Regions from separate parts of the Mus musculus genome. Here region 2 is linked to region 1. Evidence: chromatin contacts called from public Hi-C data. All regions are on one chromosome and are shown on one strand. The core of a region is the stretch at or near the end of the contact, and the rest is flanking DNA. Distances in the headings are between cores, read along the strand shown. Region 1 holds the start of Bhlhe22 (basic helix-loop-helix family, member e22). Region 2 has its middle 56 kb from the start of Cyp7b1.

Evidence for each region. Hi-C and Micro-C count contacts between places; a contact is called where the count stands out from the background.
Region 2: a contact with region 1 is called in a Hi-C map of uterus, with 4 times the contacts expected there. The contact joins the enhancer-like site here to the promoter of Bhlhe22 in region 1. A contact is called at or near these places in 6 of 39 promoter capture datasets (the 3T3-L1 cell line, embryonic stem cells, hippocampal neurons and 1 more) and 3 of 484 Hi-C or Micro-C datasets (all in uterus).

What each region holds. Positions count from the first base shown.
Region 1 is chr3:18,052,443-18,056,524 of GRCm38.p6, reverse strand. It overlaps Bhlhe22 (basic helix-loop-helix family, member e22), which reads right to left and starts at 2,200. Exons shown (of 1, transcript NM_021560.4): 1 at 1-2,200. The coding sequence starts at 1,737. The coding sequence ends at 670.
Region 2 is chr3:18,297,358-18,301,439 of GRCm38.p6, reverse strand. No RefSeq gene overlaps it. Among named protein-coding and RNA genes, the nearest start is that of Cyp7b1, 56 kb to the right of the region's middle. Within about 2 kb of position 1,704, at least 18 of the 459 cell types and tissues checked have an H3K27ac peak or open chromatin away from gene starts, as enhancers often do. A contact at or near this core is called in uterus, where this site is marked.

The sequences.
Region 1 (4,082 bases), core at 951-3,450:
CCACAGCCTGCTTTTTAATATCACTCTCACCAAAACTTTGAGCATTTTCACGGAATTTTAAGTTCAGAGACAATAAAAAATACAAGTCTTTCATAGCAACATGTCTCTCTGCTTTCCCCTCCACTTAAATAAAGTCTGCATTTCAAGTTTTTCTCCTGGCTCAGAATCAAGATGTATTTTCGAGTGCCCTTTCTGATTTGTCTGAATGAATATTCTGTCCCCGAGCCTCTCAACTCTGAACCCCTCTCCCTTTCATCACTTGCCAATTGTCAGGTGTTAGTAGGATTAGTATTTTGCCACTCAGTACTTTTCTCGTCTAATAATCAAGCACTACTTTTCAACTTATTTTCGCCTCCAAAGAAGACTGTACTTCCTTGAGATCTAGGGAGCCACCAAAGTTGCCACTTTTCTGAGGGGAAAAAGGAAGCACACTTCATCCGCACTAAACCTCCCTCTCCCCTCCCTCCCCACCCCAAAGACCGAGATTCCGGGCTTGCCAAGGCTGAATGTCCGGTTTGTCTCTGATACTTCTAAGTTCCTGCCTCTGCTTTGTTTGCCCTGCAAGTGTTTCACAACTTAGGAGAGGACCAAAGGAAAAGGAATGGGGAGCAGCTTCTCACTTTCCTCTAGCTTTGGGGTCGGTCTCGAGGTTTTCGAAGAAGGGAGTGTTTAAGGCTTCTCCGTGCACTGTTTGCAGAGGCTGGACGAGACGCTGTTGAATAGGGCACACTTCTCGGGGCAGGAGGCAGCGGGCGGCAGCCCTGCACTGAACGGGTAGCCGGCCGCCTGCTCGTAGGCGCCGAGCGCCGGGTGCAGGGCAGCGGCCGCCGCAGCCGCGGCCGCGGAGCTGGGAAGAGAGGCTGCCGAGATGGCCTGGCCTTGGTTGAGGTAGGCGACTAAGCGCCGCATTTCCTCCAGGGCCTGTGCCTGCATGAGGATGTAGTTCTTGGCGAGGAGCAGCGTGGCGATTTTGGAGAGCTTCCGCACTGAAGGGCTGTGCGCGTAAGGAATGACCGCGCGCAGCTCATCCAGAGCGTCGTTCAGGTCGTGCATCCTCCGGCGCTCGCGAGCGTTGATGTTGAGGCGCAACGCCTTCTGCTCTTTGGATTTCTTGCTGCTGCCGCCGCCACCGCCGCCGCTTCCGCCGCCACTTGTGGGGCCCCCCGGGGGGAGGCCCGAGCCACCATGCAAGTGGGCGTTGGAGCAGCCCTCGGCCACCTTGGCGCTGCCGCCCCCCGCTCCCGGCGATGCCCGCGGGTCGGGGCCCCCGGCTCGCAGCACCAGCTCGCAGCGGCCGTCGCTGTCGTCGTCGGGGCTCTGCTCGCCCCCGCTGCTCTCGGCCACGGAGCCGCGTCCGGCGCTCTCGCCGTACTTGAGGCACAGGGCAGCCCCCGCCGGCAGGCTGCTCAGGCTCGGCTCGCCCCCCACGCCCGCTGAGCCCACGAGCAGCCCCGGGACACTCACCCCGCCGCCGCCGCCGCTCGCGCCACCGCCTCCTCCGGGCGGAGGCAGCAGCAGCCCAGCCCCTTCGGGATCAGCGGGCTCGAAACAGCCGAGGGGCGACGAGGACGACGCCGGGCGTTCGCGAGTTGGAGGCGCCAGGGACAGGTCCATGCCCGGGGGTGTGGAGCGAAAAGCCGCCTCCAGGCGCTTGGCGGCGGAGGTGCCCAGGCTCTTGTGCAGGAAGAGGTCGTCTTCGCTCGCGGCCGCCGCACCGAGGTGCAACCCGCGTTCCATCGTCCGGGCCAGCCGCCACCTGGGCTGGAGAGTCAGGCGGCCGCACAGACGCGCGCCGGCGGGGTTCCGGAGCTGCTGCGTGCGTCGGTCCCCACGCTGCCCGCAGCCCTGTCCCCTTCTTTTTCTTTTTCGCCTTCCCCCGCGCTCGCCGCCTCCTCTTCTTCTTCTTCTTCGTCTCCAGCCGACGGTGCTGGCTGCTAAGGCTCACCATGGGCCGCGGCCCCTCATGGTGGGAGGCTGGTCTCGGAGGGAGCGGGGCTGCCGCCGCTACCGCCTCTGAGTCCAATCCCGCGCCTGCTCTACGCACCGTTTATCTTGCTTGGATTCACCTTCAAGAGATTTCCGGACCCATCAACCAGCCGCCGCCACAGACGGGGGAGTCTTTTACATCATTATCTCTGAGTAGGTTATTATGAAGAAGACTCGCCTGTTGGGACAGCGCTTTCTACCCAATCAGGTTAACGTTTTAATTAATAGGATTAAAACGGTAACAAACAATCGCAAGCGCTATCTGGCCGCGAGTCTGAATAGTTTCATTTCCCAGGTCTGAAGACAGGCAGCAGCCAGAGCTTTATAAAAGGCGCCTGCTCCATTATTCTGCCTGCCATCTGTATACACAGCTTAGCGCATATGTTTGCAAGGCGCTGGGTCCTGTTAGTAACCCAACAACTGCCTTTAGCTTGACATGTGTGGCGACTTTCACTCATCAATGAGCACACTAAAAGCCCTACTTAGAGCCGAGGATGTTCTTTGCTCCTTCAGCAAATTGTATATCCGCGGTAAAGACTGGGAGTCCAGTGGAAAGCCCCCGCCCCCACTGAGCACCCCCCACACACTACCCTTCACTGGGCCACTACTGTCTCAGCTTGCTTAGTTACCCTCATAGGAGAGAATTCTATATCTCCCTGTTAATAGCATGTCTGCATTTATAGATGGAACCTGGGGGCTGGGGGTAGGGGTGAGGTCCCTGCTGGCTTGTCTCGAATTTACCCTAGATTTTCAGCTAGTATGTCAGCAATGCAAGAGCCAACCCAGATTTTCTCCGCACCACTTTTCCCACAGCCCTCCACTGTCCATTTCCTATATAGATGGAAAAAAAATCAAACAATTAAAGAAAGCAACAAAATGATGACCAAGTTGCTTACATAGCCCGTTTGATTTAAAACTCGGAGGGGGCGGAGTGGGGGAGGCCTTTGCCGAGTCCCCCACGCTGTTAAGTTGGTGGTGAGAGAAGCTCACTGCTTCGTGGACAGAAAGAAAAGAAAAACTAGTCTCAAACTTTCCTCAAGATTAAATCCAGTTGCTTCGCAAGAGGGAACATTCAGAGTGGAATCTTCTCACACACCAAGTGGGGGCATTCGTGCATTTAGCTGCTCTGAAGACGTTTGGGGACATCTGGATCCGTCTGGGCTGTTCCTGCAGGGTTAGTTCAGGGCAGAATTGTGGAAACAAGAGCTGTCTGGATGGAGATAGTACACGTGGTCCTCGTGCTTCTGAGTCCAGTTTCTCGAAGCACACGATATTTAGTGGCTAGTTTTCATCCTTATAAGTAAAAACCGTATTCCCTCTTATCTGGCAGAATTACTGAAGGCTGTGCAGTTTGGGGTTTCTCTGGTTTCATTAAAAAACCTTTTAATTGTGGCTTTCAGAGTTGGCCCCAGGTGTTGGACTCTTTTCATTATATTTTGCTCTAATGTGATGAAATTCTAATTCTCTCCTTACCATATGGTTAAATTTCCCCACTGAGAATTAGTTGAAAAGGGAGAAATAATCTATTAATCTCTGTAATAGATTCACAAATGAGGTTCATCTCAGAACCTGTTTTTGAATGGTAATATCAGAACAGTTGGGCACCTTATTTCATACAGGAAACGTGAGGGCGACACAGAAATGTCTACATTGTCACCTGGAAAGGATGGAAAGGAACCTTGGTTCTACCCTTGCAGAATGGAAAAGTCATCTGTAACTGGTGTTCCTTCGGCTGAATCGGAACCCGCAAACGGACTGCTGGAAGCTGTATTGCTTGAGATCCTGCGGTTAACAGAAGGCCTGCCAATGTGTATAGCTGTGGACCATAGCCGCTTTGGTGCGGGGCGGTGCCTCTTTTGCGCTCTGGGCTCGCCGCCTCCTCTCTCCCTCCTCTGTTCCTCGCAGCTGTTAGCCTGTCCCTTTAGGAAGCTAAAGACACAGACGCGCTAGTGTTGTTGTTTGTCAATTAGCAGCTTTGTTTTCAGAGGGATCATAAAGGAAGGGTCTCTATAAACTTAGGCTAATGAGAGGCTCCTATCAGGCTACTAACACAAGATTGGAGGCTAGCACCATGGGGATTCTGCACAGACTGGCTA
Region 2 (4,082 bases), core at 455-2,954, 250 kb before region 1:
CTGTACTTTGCTAGTAAGAATCTGGAAAGCAATAGTTTTGTAACAATTTAAATTGGAAAACATTATTCTACTGTTTGCTTAGATGCAGTAAAATAGAATCACAGCACAGGTGAGGCCAGTATTCATCTTAAGTCTTGACCTACTTGCGCTGGGATAGAGTCTAACAAACAAACTGCATGTCACTATGAAGCTGTTAGAATTTGTTGAATGGTCTAGATATTCAACTGTTAGGTTAGTAAGGAGTGTAGATTTCCTGGACAGAGCATACAAAGTCCTAAAATGAGTCATTATTCATATGACTATTTATTGCTCTGTGGATCATTTATTTTAAGATATTTACAGAGCTGGGAAACATACAGCAAATAGTAAAGCGTGCTTCCTACATAGACCCGATCACCTCAGTTAGAGTCCTGGGAACCCAGGTAAGAGCTGTACTTGGTAATTCAGACTCTGGGATCCCAGCTTCTTCAGGGAGATAGGATGGAGAAAGAGAAAAAATCTCCACTAGCTTCCATGCTGATAGCCTTGGTTTATTCAGCAATATAAAAGAGCCAGTCTCAAAGAAAAGTTAAGACCAACACCCAAAGGATGTTCTCTAAACTCAACAAATATATGAAGTTATATTCATGTCTAAATTTATATACCCATGTGGGCACACACACACACACACACACACACACACACACACACAAAAACACGTCATTACTATGTTACTGTAAAGTAAGTTTTTTGAAAATAAAATTTTATGAAAATTAAAAGTAGCACATGGAATCTTAACACCTACAGATTCACAGTGGTCATCAATTGCTGGCAAATCTCTGCTGGGCATCTCATGTAAGCTTGCAGGAACACACTCATTAGCTACTTTATCTCTTGTCATTTAATAGACTGTAAACGCATCCCATAAATAACACTATTTTAGTGTTATTTGCTCCACTTCCATACGGCTGAAGTAAGGCATGTATACAAACACATGTTTGTCATACATAGCTCACTTTTGAATGGGGATGAGGAACCTCCTAAGTCTGTCTGGCATTTTACTGAGTGGCATCCCTTTTATTTGGAGCTCAGTAAGGTGGACACTTGCTTTTATCTTCAATTTCCTTTCCTTTCCTTCCATTGTCCTATCAGATCTAGCATATACTTCATGAACTGAGTGACTGGCACATATAAATTACATCTGTCTTTACATCCTTTCCCCAAATGAAAGTTGTTTGTTTCTTTATTTTTTTGTAAAAACTCACTGCCTTTGGGTTATTACTACAAGGATTACATGAAGATGCTCAGACACAGACACAGCAAGACTTCTTGGTGAGAGACCCTTTACCAGTACATATATTTCATTTTGTTGGGAGATGCAAGGAGTATTTACACAAGTGACTCTCAGAACAGTTTGGAACCATACTATGGGTTGCAAGCCCAAACTGTCTATATTTAGCCAAATACACACAGAATGACTGTTACTTGAAACTCACCGGGAAAGAGTTTCATTTTCTTTGTTCTAACAAGGAAAACCTTTCTTTACAGAATATCTAATGGTTTGTGCAAATCAGGGGATAAACCCTGAGAAAAATACATAAAAATTAACTGTGGTTCTTATATAAATCACATAACCTGTTTTCAAGGATCAACTGCACACTATAAACAAACCGTCTTTATATCTTCCTCTCCATGGCCCTTGGCAGGGATATGCATTCCAGTTCTTGAAGAGGAGTTGTCTAGCTGGGAAAGCAGTTTATCTGTTCCCTAGGGGCCATTCTGGAAAACCAGTGTGCGTTGGCTTTCTTTCCATGACTACTAATTATGACCTGGAACACTGGGAAAAGCTGTTTCCAGGAAACTCCAAAGAAATGTACTTTTCAAAGTCTGTTTAAATGGAGGCCCACTTTGCTGAGAATTCCTCCCTTAGTCTGAGCATGTTGTTTCTTTCTAAACTTATTACCTGTGCTTAACATATGCACAATTTTCCCCATAAATAGGGGAGTGGTATCAAAGTTATTGAAGTAATTATTCTTAGTAATTATTCTTGCCTTATGTCATTCATATATAAATATATCATTAAAATCTGGAACAAGACAAGAGAATCTCTGATTTGCTTTTGTTCTAGTTCTCAATTCTTCAAAGGCCAGCCCTGGTTTTAGAGGATGTTCTCCTGAGCAGATCTGTAGGCAGCACACACTTAGTAATGATATGAGGTAAGTGTGTAAAAACTTGGCTAATATCATTTTAGGAAGCATACTCTGACAGATACCTTTATCCAACATTCCCAGTGGGTTGACTTAGACTATTGGTCTTATATGGAAGTCAAACTTTCAGACAAAGCTGCCTTTTCCACATTTCTTAATTCCTTCAAAATGCTCTCTGTCCCAGAGTCTTAGAATCAGCATCTACAGAGTTAGCCTGTGGTTTATTTTATCTCTTTCTATAGTCTTGCGGCAAGACTTTGATGGGGTTGCAACATAAGTTATATTGGTATTTGCAAATGTTGAAAGTTGACTCTGAAAACAAGAGAGCATGGTGTCTTATCTCGTACTGAGGCAGGTTTATGCCAAATGTCATCTCAAATTCCCTGGGTCAGGCTGCCCTTTGCCTCTGTAACAGGAAGAATGAAAGATAGGATACAGAGTATTACAAACCATTTTTGCTCTCAAAAACAAGTAGAAGGTAAAGCATTTCCAGGGTCATTGGATGCCTGTGGTAGGGATGAGAAGCCATCTATGGAGAAACCGCTATGCCCACAGCTCTGAGCTAGACATACCAGCATGGGTTTCAGTCCTCATTTAATGACCTTCTGTTAGTTGATGCTGTCCTGTACTTGAAAGCCTTATCAAAAATGATGTTCTAATCCACCTGGGATTCTTTTGTTTATTTAACTTTTTAGTGTGTGTGTGTGTGTGTGTGTGTGTGTGAATTTTACAGCATTCACCCCAAGCCCCCTCATCTTTCCATACATTTGTACACACCCTTTGCCCTTGCAAACTTCCCCACAGGAAAAAAAAAAAGCATCATTGTGGAAGCTATAGTGTGTCACAGTGAGTTCCAGAGTATACCCTAATGTCCACACTTCTTCAGTTACAAATATTCATTGCAAAGAGTTATTGGTCTTGTTTGAGGATTCTGGCTTCTGTTACACTGTCAATACTGGATACTCATGTGCACTCCTTGGATATCCGATTGTTGCCCTGTGCCATGGAGATTCTGCAGCTTTGGGTCGATAGGAGCAGCACCTTCATGGCTTATAGCAGTTCTTCCTATAGATTTAATAAACTCGCTTATTCAAAATAGAAAGTACAGATACCATAAATCACTCTCCATTTAGGAAAAAAACGACTTTTCCTTCAGCCTTAAAAACTAAAGATTGGGACCAATGTTGAGAATCAAGAGGATATCAATCCACTATTAGAACAAGGCACTTCCTTTAGGTTTATTCCTTATCAAACTCGCCTTCTATAGCTTACTAGTCCAGGTGCCAGTGATGGGAGGAGGATGTACCAGGACCACTTTTCTCCTTTTCTGTGGGAGAGTGGGGTCCACCTCATCCTAAACCAAACCTGGAACTGAGACAACTATTCATGGACACTTGGGAATTTTTTAACAAAATAACTACCACTTATTCTCAAACTAATCTGTTATTGTGTTTGTTTATGATGGAGAAGAATGTGATGAAGAGAAGAGAAACAGAGTTGAACAGCTTGAAGTATGTTTATAAGTCAAAAGTCAAGTGGGTACAACTCTTTGACCATACTTGGTACTTAAAGAGGCAACCATAGGAGGGAAATTTACTAAATAAACTACCAGGAAAGGGGTCTGTAAGCAGACACCTTATTAAAATGCACATTCTGTATCAAGGAACACACTGTAGACAAATATTGTCCAGTTTTTCCTAAAAAGAATACATTTGAGAGCCCAAATGGACATTTATACACTTCCCATGCACGGACATTGCAGGTCTCGGGGTACTATTCAACACACACACACACACACACACACACACTATGGAGCAGCTGAGTTACAGTTTTCTATTTAGCTTTGTTGCTGTCTCAACCCTGGAGGATAAAGAACTTGGAAAGCAGTGGGATAAA